Regions from separate parts of the Mus musculus genome. Here region 1 is linked to region 2. The links are chromatin contacts, called in public HiCAR-type maps. All regions are on one chromosome and are shown on one strand. Each heading gives the region's core, a stretch centred on a gene start, on an enhancer-like site or on the middle of the called end of the contact. The rest is flanking DNA. Distances are from core to core; before and after follow the strand shown.

Evidence for each region. HiCAR-type assays count read pairs that join an accessible place to other places.
Region 1: a contact with region 2 is called in a HiCAR-type map of Th17 cells, with 2.8 times the contacts expected there. The contact joins two enhancer-like sites. A contact is called at or near these places in 3 of 115 datasets of contacts at active chromatin or transcription factors (CD8 T cells, Th17 cells and effector CD8 T cells).

Annotation. Positions count from the first base shown.
Region 1 is chr4:63,896,409-63,903,093 of GRCm38.p6, reverse strand. No RefSeq gene overlaps it. Among named protein-coding and RNA genes, the nearest start is that of Tnfsf8, 38 kb to the right of the region's middle. Within about 2 kb of position 3,848, at least 52 of the 459 cell types and tissues checked have an H3K27ac peak or open chromatin away from gene starts, as enhancers often do. A contact at or near this core is called in CD8 T cells and Th17 cells, where this site is marked.
Region 2 is chr4:63,639,693-63,645,940 of GRCm38.p6, reverse strand. No RefSeq gene overlaps it. Among named protein-coding and RNA genes, the nearest start is that of Gm11482, 8.4 kb to the right of the region's middle. Within about 2 kb of position 1,365, at least 13 of the 459 cell types and tissues checked have an H3K27ac peak or open chromatin away from gene starts, as enhancers often do. A contact at or near this core is called in CD8 T cells and Th17 cells, where this site is marked.

The DNA.
Region 1 (6,685 bases), core at 2,599-5,098, 250 kb before region 2:
AGAACTTTCTGAGAAATTGGGTGAGGATCGTGTTCTCCATCTTCTGCTAACTTACAGAGCAGCATCCTTGGAGTTTCTAAAGATAGCTTACATCCTAACCGCTTTCTAACTTCCAATCTTCTTATCATCCCTTCACTGTTGTTTTAGACATTTGATGCAACTCTCTGCTAAGGCTAAAATTAACTTTGCTTTGTTATTTAAGGAGAAACTGGAAGTGGAAGTGTTCAACTCACCACCTCAGTTTATCAAAAGCTACTGACTTCCCCTTGTGTTGAGTTGCATTGTTAGCTGAAGAAAGCTTTGGGACCTTAGAAAGGCACGCCTGCACTTAAGACCTCAGAGAACACCTCAGTGTCCTCCAACACTTCGACTGTCCTCTTCCCCCGACTGTAGCCAAGTTTCCCTCTAGGATTCATATATGTTATTTCTCCATATTCCATAGAAAGTATACCTACAAAGCACACAAAAGGAGAGTGGCTGCTGAAGGTAGATACCTTGGGAGAATGCTAAGATTGTTTGGTCCCTTCTTCCTGAGCCAGTGGTTCTCAGTATGGCCTCTCTGGAATAATAACACTAGTACCACCTGAGAACTTAAGAAAATGATGCTTCTTGAGCCCCATCATGGACATACTGTGTCAGAAAGTCAAGAGTAGGAGACCATGTTCTTCCAAGGAGACTGTTATGCACACTGAAGACTAAGAGTAACAAGAAGAAGTAATTCTGAACTAGAGAACTATTCTGTGGATATGAATTGCTGCCCAGCTCACTTAGTAATGTGATAGTGTTTCCATGAAATAAACAGCCTACTGCAGATTGTCTTGTTTTTAAAATGTCTCTATGTCCTCTTCTCCCCCTGGTGTTAGGGATTGAACCTAGAACCTAGTGTGTACTAGGAAATCTCCTACCACTGAGCTATATCCCTAACCCATCTATTTGCTTTCTATAACCTGAAGTTGGGGGTCTTTTCCACCAACCAGAGAAGGATGTACAATGTCCTTTCCATTCAATATCCCGTACTGCTCCGTTATATTATCAGAAACACCTCTGTGCTTAACAAAGCACTGAGCTTTGTTCTCACACATTTATGCTTTAGCTTTTCTCACAAGTGGCAGTCAGCAAAAGAGACAGCAAGTGTCCTCTGTTTGACTCCACACCAGCCAAAGCAAACAGAGGGAGGTGAACCCAAAGGCCAGTTTCCGCATCACTAAATGTGTTACTATGATTCAGAGAAGTTTCCTAAAGCTTCAGCAAAAAAGTTGGAAAGTCATAAGTCATATTTACTCTATTCACAGAGGCATCTTCTCCCCCATCATCTGACTTGCTCGCTATGCCAACAAGGCTCTGCTAGACCAAAGATCCAATACATTGGTATTTTAAAACTAGGTCCAAGTTGAGGGTCTCCTCTGTGCAATGCACAAAGGTGCTACATGTGTTCTCTCAATATACTTTAGCTCATGACTCTTGACTTCTAGCTTTCTGTTAAGTATAAAGTAGGTAGAGCCCATAGAGGTTAAATATTTTGACCAAGTCCATCTTAGTCAATCAAACTTGAGCTCACATATATCTGCCCCCAACAACCAGAACCTTAACTATCTATTATACTGGTTTCACGAACATAGGGAACAGTTTCAAATAAACTGGTTTCCTATTCAGAGAGCACCATGTCTCTACAACAGTTGTTCAGAATGTACTCTGCTTACTCTGCTTATAACACATTCTTAATCTCTCCAAAACCTAGAAACTTTAATTTCCTAACAAACTACTCCATTTTTCTCTGAGACCCATTTCAGGGATATGTCCTTTATTAAGCTGTCTACAATTCCACATCTGTGTCAGCCACTCATTATTTTCCACTGTTGTTCTGTTTGTTTACTTAACTGTATCTTCTGTAAGTCATGATCTCTTGAAAGCCTGCATTGGCTTGAGTACTTGTATCACTAGTGCCTAGGATATGACCAAATAGATAGGGTGTATTTAGTAGTTTATTAACTCAGAAGAGAAACTGATGAATAGGTGGGATGAAGGACGGATCAATGGATGAATTGGGTCATAGAGGGATGGATGATGGGTGAATGGGGAGTATGCATAGGTTTATAGGTGAATGAATTGGTTGGAAGCATGGATAGATGAAAGGATGGATGGGTGAAAGAATGGAATGAGTGAGTGGGTTAGTAGATGTGTGGGCTGGATATGTTGTAGGAAGGGATGGAAGAAAGAAAGAAAGAAAGAAAGAAAGAAAGAAAGAAAGAAAGAAAGAAAGAAAGAAAGAAAGAAAGAAAGGAAGGAAGGAAGGAAGGAAGGAAGAAGAAAGGAAGGAAGGAAGGAAGGAAGGAAGGAAGGAAGGAAAGAAGGAAAGAAAGGAAGGAAGGAAGAAAGAAGGGGAAGATGAATGGATGGGTGGAGGAGGAAGGGAAAAGGAAGGGAAGGAAGGAGAAGATACTTGGATAAATTTGACCTGAGTACTCATAAAGTAAAACTAAAGCCATTGACGTGTAAATAGTGGCATGTTAAGTCCCTTGTCTCTCAGCATTGACAAGTTTTTAATAACTCATCCATATTTGTGCTTCCTATCATCTCCTGCCCTTCTCCCTCTATCACCTCTCCAATATACTTTTGTTTTAAATGTGTATACTATAGAACTGAAATCATATGTGTAATGTTTTCATACTGACTCAGATATAAATAATGTTTCCTCATTCTTAATGTCAAAATCCTGTGAATGGAACATTTTTGTAATGTTTAAAAATAAAATCCAAAACATAAACACCTACAGTTTCCTCCCTTGAATTTTCAATGTACAGTAAATTGTTGCTGGTGTGTGTGTGAGTGTGTGTGTGTGTGTGTGTGTGTGTGTGTGTGTGTGTGTGTGTGTAACTATCAGTAGGAAAAAAGGAAAACTATCAAAACAGTTCAAAATTAAACATGACATCAGCAGCTACTAAGTGTAATCTTTCTCCCTCTCCTTCTACCTCTTCCTCTCCCCTTCCCATTCCTCTCTTTCTCGATCCCTGTCTTTGTCTCTCTTTTTGTCTTTCTGTCTGTGTGTGTGTGTGTGTGTGTGTGTGTGTTCATGTGCATGTATGAAGATAACCTTCTTATCCACATTTAAAATGAGACAATGAGGATTTGAAGAGACCAAGTTACAAGCCAGTAAGAAATAAAGAAGAGAGATTCAAACATAGGACTCATGCTTTTTTTTTCTGACAGATGAAATTAAAGAGACTCTATTGAGAAAGGAAAGAAAACAGTACCCAGAATCAACGAATACCCTCTTCTCAGCGAGAGCTCAAGACTCCTTGCCAGGGTGTTATAATCGTGGTATAGAACAGGCATGTCCACATTTCCTATGATTCAGTCCTGCCACGCTACTGTTCTTCACAAAATTAGACCACACTTAAGAAGAGGAAACCATAACAGGCTTGCAATTTCTTTTTCATATAAAACACATGTGCAAGCCCATAGGATGACATAGATTTTTATCATAATTTCAAGTAACAGAAATGTTGAGTGTGCAAACCATGAATTATGAATTCCAGAAACAAAACTTTCTTTGCTGGTTCTAGAGGCTTCTCACATACTGTTTCACAACCTACACACTCCACGCCTCCACTCCCAAGGTGTCTGCTTCCTCTTCCTCCCCTAGCCTAAGCCACGAACCCAACGTTATGCCAAACAGTATGGAGGGCATGCAGAAAAGAGCCTGAGCCCAGAGCGCAGAGCCCTTCCCTGTCCAGGGCACGTTAGAAAAATGCAGACTCTGCTTCTTTGTGGTTCTCTCAGGCTGAGCTGTTGAGCAAGAATGAGGAGAAAAGCAGGCAGGATGTGAGCCCCAGTTTTGTTCTGAGAATTTCTGCTGGGCCACAGATTTCTCTGGCTTGAACCATAGCGGTGGGCAGGGTAGAAAGTGTAACTGTCGAAAGTGTAGCCAGCGCTGTTGGAGAAACCATCCAAGTGAAAGCAGGAAGGGCGTCAGCCTCAGCCAGGAAGACGACCTGGCCCAGGCTAGATCCTGGTGAATGAGCACATCAATAGTCTTCACCCACATCTTATTGGCTCTCTGTGGTAATTATACCATCGTTCTAGGGTAGGCACTTGCCTTAGTGAGTTTCCCCCAAAGCAAACCTCAAACCTCTGAGTCTCAAGCTGACAAAATTTTACAGTCTGTACATACTTGTAGTGACTATGGGGGCTTATGCAGACCTGACTTCTGGGATTCTGGGTCTGCCAGTTGACAGCTACATGAACTTGAGAAAGTAACTACACCTCTTCCTGGCATTCTCTCCTTCAAAATCCTTCCCATAAACCCAGTTTCCACTACATGTTTGCTAATCATTTTTAATTGGATGTTGCCTTATTGCCCCAAATAGAAAAATAAAACCCTACTTATCCCCTGTGCTCCCCAAGTCTTTTGTGAGCGTCTCTGTTTGTGCCCGGTGAACCAGCAATGACTGAGAAGCTTCTCTAAGTCTCCATACCGGACCCTGCCTTAGGTGATCTTAATTGTTCCTCCGCCAACGCTCTGCGCTCCAGTTCATACCATCGTATCCCACCACATGAGACTCCTCGAAAACAGCCTCCATACCACAGACACACAAAAAAGTTCTTTCTGACTCATTTTGGCCAAGACAAACTACACTGTCACCTACACCAACGATGAGACAACACGCGTGAACTTTTAAGAGAGGCGAACTCACTGTGCTCAGCCTGGTACCCTTCATCATCTGAGTTCAGCTTTCTCTTCAGCCATCTTCTCCCAGACCATCTCCTGTCAAACCATTTCTTTAATAAACACACAGTTGTGGCTTAACTGTAGGGCATCTGCCTACACGAATGAAGCCCTAGGTTCAATCCCCACCCACTCTCCCATTCACACCACATGAAGTTATAGCATGCTTTCTTGAGTTGGTATGAAGGGTACCGTGGGTGAACAGGTGGACACAGGGTTATTATAGGGAAAAGCAGACAGATTTTAGGGAAGGCAACTCATGTACATGAACTTCTAGTTAAATGTGACAGCTTAAACATGAGCACTTCCCTTCTTGTTCACCTGAGACATTAAATCCTGTGGGAAAAAATGTCTTAAAGCGAAAGTGAATGGTCATGTTTAATTAGATTATAGAAGATGGGATAAATCGATGTATGGAAAATGGTTGACAATAAAGAAGAGTTAATTTAAAGACCCCAGAGGAATATACTGAACAAATTACTCAACGTATCCAAGGTTCCCAGAGATCTGATGCCACAGAAGGAAGGAACAAGACATGAACATAGGAAAGCTGAAGCCCATAGCTATCTTCTGCCTTCAGATGCAGAAAGTCCAGCACCCACCCAGAAGGAGGAGGCAGAGGAATTAGAAACTCTAGAAGACACAGGTGACATATGCAAATGAAAATGACCATGCTGCTAAGGTGTCCCCAGGGATCTCAGAGCCATGAAGTAAGGATGGAGAAAGAATAGTTAAGATAGTGCACAAATACAATTGAAATGGCAATCAGTAGAAATGCTTCAAGTTACAAAAAAGCTGGAGGAAGCCTTGAAAATTCAGAGGAAATATTTAATCTGGAACCCATCACTTATCTGAACTATCTACAAATATCAGGGTAACATTTAAACATTTTGAGATAGTTTATCTCCTAAACACACCCTCATTTTTAGGAAGTTACTTTAAAAAAATCCTCCAGCTAAACAGAGGAGCAAAGCTAGAAAGAGGAAGAGGTAGAGGCTGAGAAGCTGAGTCCCAAAGCCTGACAGCAGTGAAGCTCCCAGATGCCACCAGCAAGGCAGGATGCATACAGCCAGCAAGGCAGGATGCATACAGCCAGCAAGGCAGGATGCATACAGCCAGCAAGGCAGGACACATAGAGAATGACAAACACAGTCAGACCAGCTGAATGTAGGACTCCAGAAAAGGCCTGCAGAAAAGAAATAAAAATAAAACTATCAAGACTAATGTTATCATTTAGACCAGGGTGGTGAAACTGGAGTCTATGTATCTTTAAATAACAATTTATGGGGACACAGTCATGCTCTTTTCCTCCTAGTTTACAGTTCAATTACATATTATCTTTTTCTTCCCCAACAGTGAAATCAGCATAGCTGCCATAGACTGCCTGGACTGAAATAATCCTACAAATATTTGAGGTGGGATAGAAAGACAAAGTTGAGAGGGCATCTCCTGCCCTGGAGTCAAATTGAACTCTCTTGTCAACTACTAGTTAAGAAATCTAGCATAGTTTAAGGTATTTCCATAAAATCAGAGTGATCCACACTTAGGGCTTAGGCATATGTGGCCATCCGGAATAGTCGTAACTCTTTTTCACTTGTAAACCTACAACTATCTAGAAATTCCACGACCAAGATTATATATTTTGTTTGTAGTAAATCATACTTTGATTCCTCATGAAACACTTGTAAGACTGTATTTCACCTTGTCAACTGTAATCTATCCAGCGAAGAAGCACTTTATAATCACATTTAGCAACCATTTAAGATGTAATTTCAGAAGCTCCCTAAAACAAAGCCTGGCTTGATTTGCCCACACCCATGCTCTTGACTCTATGTGTTCCATTTTCTTTTTTTTTTAAATTAGGTATTTGTGTTCCATTTTCTAAACGATTCCCTTTCTATTAACCCCCTGTTTAAATATGTGGAATCTCTTCTAGATAAATTACAAATTATACAAAAA
Region 2 (6,248 bases), core at 116-2,615:
CCTAATAAAAAATGGAAAGAAAAAAATGAAAACCAACCAAAAAATAAGAAACCCAAGAATGCTAATGCCAATATGTCAAAGCTGAAATCATCCACAATAAAGTAAATGTGTTATAACTGGAAAAAAAAAATAAATGAGTTCTAGAAGACAGTTTCTTATTCGATCAAAAGGAACCAGTGTGGCTTGCTCCATCCTTCTCTCTTTGAACTGATACTACATCTTCAACTGCTGTCCCACTAGCTCTTTCTGCCATGATGGAAATGTCCCTGCACATCTTCAGTGGCTCATTAAGAAGCTACAAGTCACTCGAAAAGCAGCCAGTGCCTGAGCACTAGATTCTTTTTCTTTCGTTTCAATTCATCTAAACTTAAAACGCTGCCTGTGGCTGATGGTTACCTTACTGGGCAGCTAGGACTAAAGAATGACAGATTATCTGAGTCCAGGGTTGGTCCATCCATCTCCACTCATTGTTACAGGAATGAAATAAAGCTTCAGGTCTCAAGTCACCATCAATCAAGTTTTCTGGTCCCACAGCTTCATGTGCTGTTACTGATATTAGTAGGGAGGGAGACTGGAATGCTCCGGTGAAAGGAGGAATAGAACAGAAGCCTCCCCATTCCCCTCACACTCACATCCTCTCTGACTCAAGGCACGAATTTCTCAAACAGCCACAACACATCCTGCTATATGCCTCCCCTGCCATGCTTCTCTGATGTAGGGGTGTCTGTGTGTGTGTGTGTGTGTGTGAGAGAGAGAGAGAGAGAGAGAGAGAGAGAGAGAGAGAGAGAGAGAGAGAATTTATGCCTCGTGTGTAACACAGTAGATAAGGGAGTGTCTCCTGAAGGAGTTATTGTAGAGCTTGTCTCAAAATGGATGGAAAGACAAGTGCATGTGAGGAGAGTCCTGGAGTTCAGTCACCTACGGAAAGATGGGAGCCTTAGAATATACACCTCAACTGCTCTGGGAATCAGACACTCCCAACATCTTACTCTGATTGGGTCTCCAAGCCTGGATTTCTTCTTTTGGTCATAGAAGGTCCCACTAGCCTTGGACCACACTGAAAGATGGAACTGGGAGAGTTGAACTCCAATGAGTGGACAGGAAGCAAGCACAGCAACCAGCCCTATGAGTGGTCCTCTCTGTTAATACCTGAAGTGCCCAGGGATTGATATCCTCAAACACTACCATTGACACAGCCCTCCTCACTGCTCTGCAGAATGAAGAGTCTCACACACACACACACACACACACACACACACACACACACACCCTGGTGTGGTGAATCTGAACACACAGGGCAATGAGCAGAGCTTCTAGTATCACTCAAAAACAGAGTGCTGGCAGAATTGTTTCCTTTAGGGAAAGCAGAGAAAACCCCAGAGTCTAAAGCTATGACAACAGAAGCCACAAAGGAAATAGCTGGGACTACAACACAGCCCTTAGGCTGGAAGGATGGAGGAAGGTTGTTATGACAACCTGCTAGTCTTCATCCATTAACAATGCCAGCAGATTTGTTCTATAGTAAGCTACAGATTACTAAATGATAAGTTCTAAATATAATATGACTTTCATCAAAATCAATGTATATCAAAGAGGTGTGTGTGTGTGTGTGTGTGTGTGTGTGTGTGTGTGTGTGTGTGTGTGTTCACATGTGTGGTAACTAGGTCTCTCAGTGAATCTAGAGCTCACCATTTTGGCTAGACTATCTAACCAGCAAGCTCCAGAAAAAGGATGGGGAAGAAATGATGCCTCACTTCCTGTGTGCATCAGAGTTTCAGTAGGCCAATCCCACAGCAGAGATAGTATGTGTCACAGCAAGGGTACCTAGAAGTAATTTCCCTTCAGGCTTCCCAGAGGAAGGTGAATCATTCTGCTTTCACTCCCTCATTAGGTTATATGAGCATACATACATATGTATATGTATACACAAAGATAGCTATGGTATATGTAATATATGTGATGTGTGTACACATATAGATATGCATCTTTGTATGCATACATGTACATGTGTATGTACATGCATGCAGATAATATATGTATATATGTGGATGTACATATTATGTATTATATGTACAAATTTACAAGCCTATATGTGTGTGTGTATACACATATACATATATATGTGTATATGTGAATGGGTATATATGTGTGTGTGCATGTGTGTATTTACATACAGACATTTATGTATATATAGATGTGTGTGTGTATGTGTGTATGTATGTATATGTATATATATATGGGTGTATATATACATGTAGATATATGTACATGCAGATAGAGACATATACATACACATAGTTATTCATTTATATACCCATACATATGTATAAAATATTTGCTTCTTGCCCACAATAGGTCACAGACTTCCTTCTGACTCAAATCCACTTCATATGGAGAAAGTTCAGATTTTGAGTCCTGGAGTTCACCATTTTGGGTAGACTCAAATCTCAGGCCACAGGACCAAGGAATCATAAAGAAGACAGCCGAAATGAGATCCATGAGAGGCTAATGTAAGAGTCAACTCCACAGGAGGTACTCCAGAGCAGGGCAGAAGTGGTGGTCAGAGTGGGAAGTGCCTCATGAATTGTAACCTAAGCACAGGGAACTCAATAAGATGATGCTGAGCTGGTGTCCCAGCACCTTACATCAGGGTCACCTTCAAGAAGCCCCTGGCTAGGCTCTGTGCATCTTCTGATTCCTGATATGGCTGTGTGTCTGCTGCTGAATCATATGGGGAGGAACTCGACCCCCCCGCTCTGCCACATTCTCAGTTTGGGAGCACCCCTAGTCTCTCTCTACAGAATGTTCAGAAGAGGCACTGGGGTAGTAAGAGCTGTGGACTTTGTTGTGTTTCTTTCTTTCTTCCAATGCTCAGCCTCCAACCACCACATGGAAATGAGGAGAAAATTACAAAACAATTGGGAGTCTGACAATTGGGGAAGCCCAGAGATCCTGGGGTATAGGAATATTTTATTTAATTCATAGATTGTGAACTGGCACTATAACGTATCATTTATACTCTAGTCTTTTATGAACCTGAACAAAAAGGCTTGCTGACAAGGTAAATCACTACCCAGCATACTAGAAAACTCAAGATGTTTAAAATACAGGGGATCTAGTCAGGGGTCCACAAGCAACAATAAGAATAAATGAATATGCTTACAAAAGGAAAATAAAAGCATTGCATAAGTCCACAGCTGCAGAGTTGTACACAGTGCAGCGTCTGAGAGTTACTGTCCCTAGAACTCTTGGGAGCTAAAGTTCTCAGCTTTTATGCCTGGACCATTTCTTATAAGGCATGGGGGAGAGATGGCTTTGCAGTGGTGAGAGTTGTGTCCAGATACAATTATGGGTCTATTCTATTCAGAGTGTATGGCTAGAAGCCTGACCCAGAGACTTGCACCTTTCCCCTCCCAACCCCTTGGAGTGACACCTACTAGATATGTCACAACAGCAAGGAAATTCAAAAGAGAATCTAAAGGCAATCTTACGAGATTTGGGGACTCTCTGAAGGCTCACTCTAAACTCAGCCCTGGGGTAGCTCCCAGCTGACAGTGGAGGTTGTCATCTCCATCCCACCAGTATCAAAACGGGGTAAAGAGGAGATAGCTCAGTCAAGAAAGAAGTGCTTATCATGTAAGCATGGGGACCTGCGTTTGGACACCCAGTATCCATGTAAAGGCAAGCTCAATGGTGTGCCCTGGAACTCCAATGCTGGGTGGGACAGAGACAAGTGTACCCACGAAACCTGGTGGAAATTGGTGAGCTTCAGACTCAGTGAAAAAACTTGTCTCAAAAAATTAAGGTGGGACACGATCATCTCAACTGATAGAGAAAAGGCCTTTGACAAAATCGTTCTTGGATTTTGTTTCTTTCTTTATTTTGTTTTGTTTGTTTTTATTGTTTTTGTTTTACCATTATTTGTTTTATTTTTTTATGTCTTTTTTTTTTCTTAAGATTACAAGGGCTTTAAGTTGAAAGGGTGAGTAAGTAGGGTGGACCTGTAAAATGGAAGGGGAAACCATTAGAAGAGCATATTGTATGAAAATAACTTTATTTTCAATTAAAATTAAATTTAAAAAATCGAAGTGGGAAGCTACTGAGAAAGACATCCAATATGGAGCCCTGGCCCTCACACACATGCATATACACGTGAACACATACATGTATACCACACACATACAAAGTTGCTATGGATCTTAACACTAAGGCAAGTGGGGCAGGAACTGAGACGTTCCTCAGGCAAGAGTTTGAGAAAAGAGATTAAGAGGAGATTCCCAGCTCCAGAAAGTCTCTTCATCAGAAGTCATCACTTCACCCTGACATCCCCATCACTCAACCAACAGAAGAGCAACCTCTAGGCCAACCCTTCCAAGACCCATCTGAGCTTCTGAAAGACAAGGATTTGACCTGCTCCCAGGGACCTCTTCTATTTCACAGTGTGCCAGTGTCGAGAGGAGATGTGTTCACTCCCTTATCACTCTCAATCCACGTGCACACACAAGGGATGTTGGCGGTGTATTGATAGATCTCAGCTTAAGCCATGTGGGAACAGGGTAAAGGGATGGAAACAAGAGACCCAGACAGGGAATCTAGTTACTAAACTTATGGAAGTTAGGCCATATGACAAAATGTAAGAGCTACAGCCCCCAGACAAATACTATAGAACGTCTTTTTTTCTCTCTTCTGAAAGTGGATGTAAAAAGAGTTCTGAGCTAGTGCATCTGGGCACTGGCAAGCTTCCACTTAAAGAGACATGAGCTGTGTGTGGTGGTGGGGGTCATCACACTCTGTGTGCAGGAATGAGGGGTTATGCTCCTGGAGGCCCTCTGAGACCCCTGTGGGGTGGTCTCTTCCGACTTCTGGGCTTTGACACTCCCCAAAAACCTCATCGTAGAGGAAGGGAGTCAAATCAATGTTCCCTTCCAGTACCCATGCTCTGACATACTGGGATTGGACAATAATCTAAAAGAATCAGAAAGACCCACCTCAGGCCTCCAGAGTTCAGCCCTTGGAAATGGGTATGTTTTGGTGCCCTTCCCTGTAGCCCTGCAAATGACAAGGAACTGGATTAAGGTCTACTTGCATTTAAGCAAAGAATACTAGAAAAGCATGTGTTTGGTGTTTAAGAATCTGGACACTTGCCAGATTCACTCCTATTTCTGCCACAGAAAGAAAAAGTCCCAAGGGGCTGTGAGTGCTAACATCACCAAAACAGACACAGACTGTTTGTACGTCTTAGAAGAAATCTGGGTTGCCCTTAGCACTCACTCTTGCACTGATACACAACAGTGTGGTTCATTATCAATTTTCTCATGAAGAGTGTTAGCCTTTCATTTCCACAAGCAGCCATCATTCCAAGGTTTGACTTCTCTCAGTGCAGCCATCTTGTGATGTCTGTAGATGTTAGAGTGCTGTTGGGGGTGTGGGGGGCATTTGAAACAACTAACATTAAAGGATTTTCAATACATATAGCAGAACACTGAGTTCTTACATGTACTAACAGAAAGAAACATTATCTTCTTTAAGATATATATTATCAGGGTTGAAGCTAGATCAATGCATGAGTGAGGCTCTAGATCCAATCCTTACTACTGCAGAGAGTGGGAGGAGGCTCAAAAATCCATGCAGTCCCCAAAATATTAACTCATTTTTCATCTTTCCCTCTTACTATCAGGTTCTAGAGGACTTATGAGCTGCCTAGAAGAATCCCATATCGCTGATACTGTAATCATTTGTTTATATTACATAACAGAGGCATGCCTTTCATACATGTCTTTGGCAGCCTAGGCAGGCAACAGCATGACTGTTTACATGCTATGAACACAAAGCCTCTGAAGGGTTCTCATCTCTAAAGTACATTCTTGCCAGTCACAGGGTAAGGTGTGTGAAAGTTTTCACAATGACTCAGAAGTGAAGGCTCTTGGGAAAGAAGCAGGTCATAACCCACAGAACCCACAGCCCGGGGCTACAGCACAGCTCTAAGCTCTCTCTTGGGTGCCAAAGACAACCTCCAATCCAAGATGGGCCCAGATAAGGAGCCCTAGACACACCAGAGACCAGAAACTGCCTCTTTACCCCTTCTATTGGACACAAGGAGCAGAATTTTATCTTTCAGCTGTCTTTCTGTCTATCCCTCCATTCACTCATCCACATATAATAAATTGGACCCATTTGGATCTCCATTCCCATCCCATCATTTACCCAAGCTTTTGCCATGTAACAGGGAAGTCTCCCTAGCCTGGTCT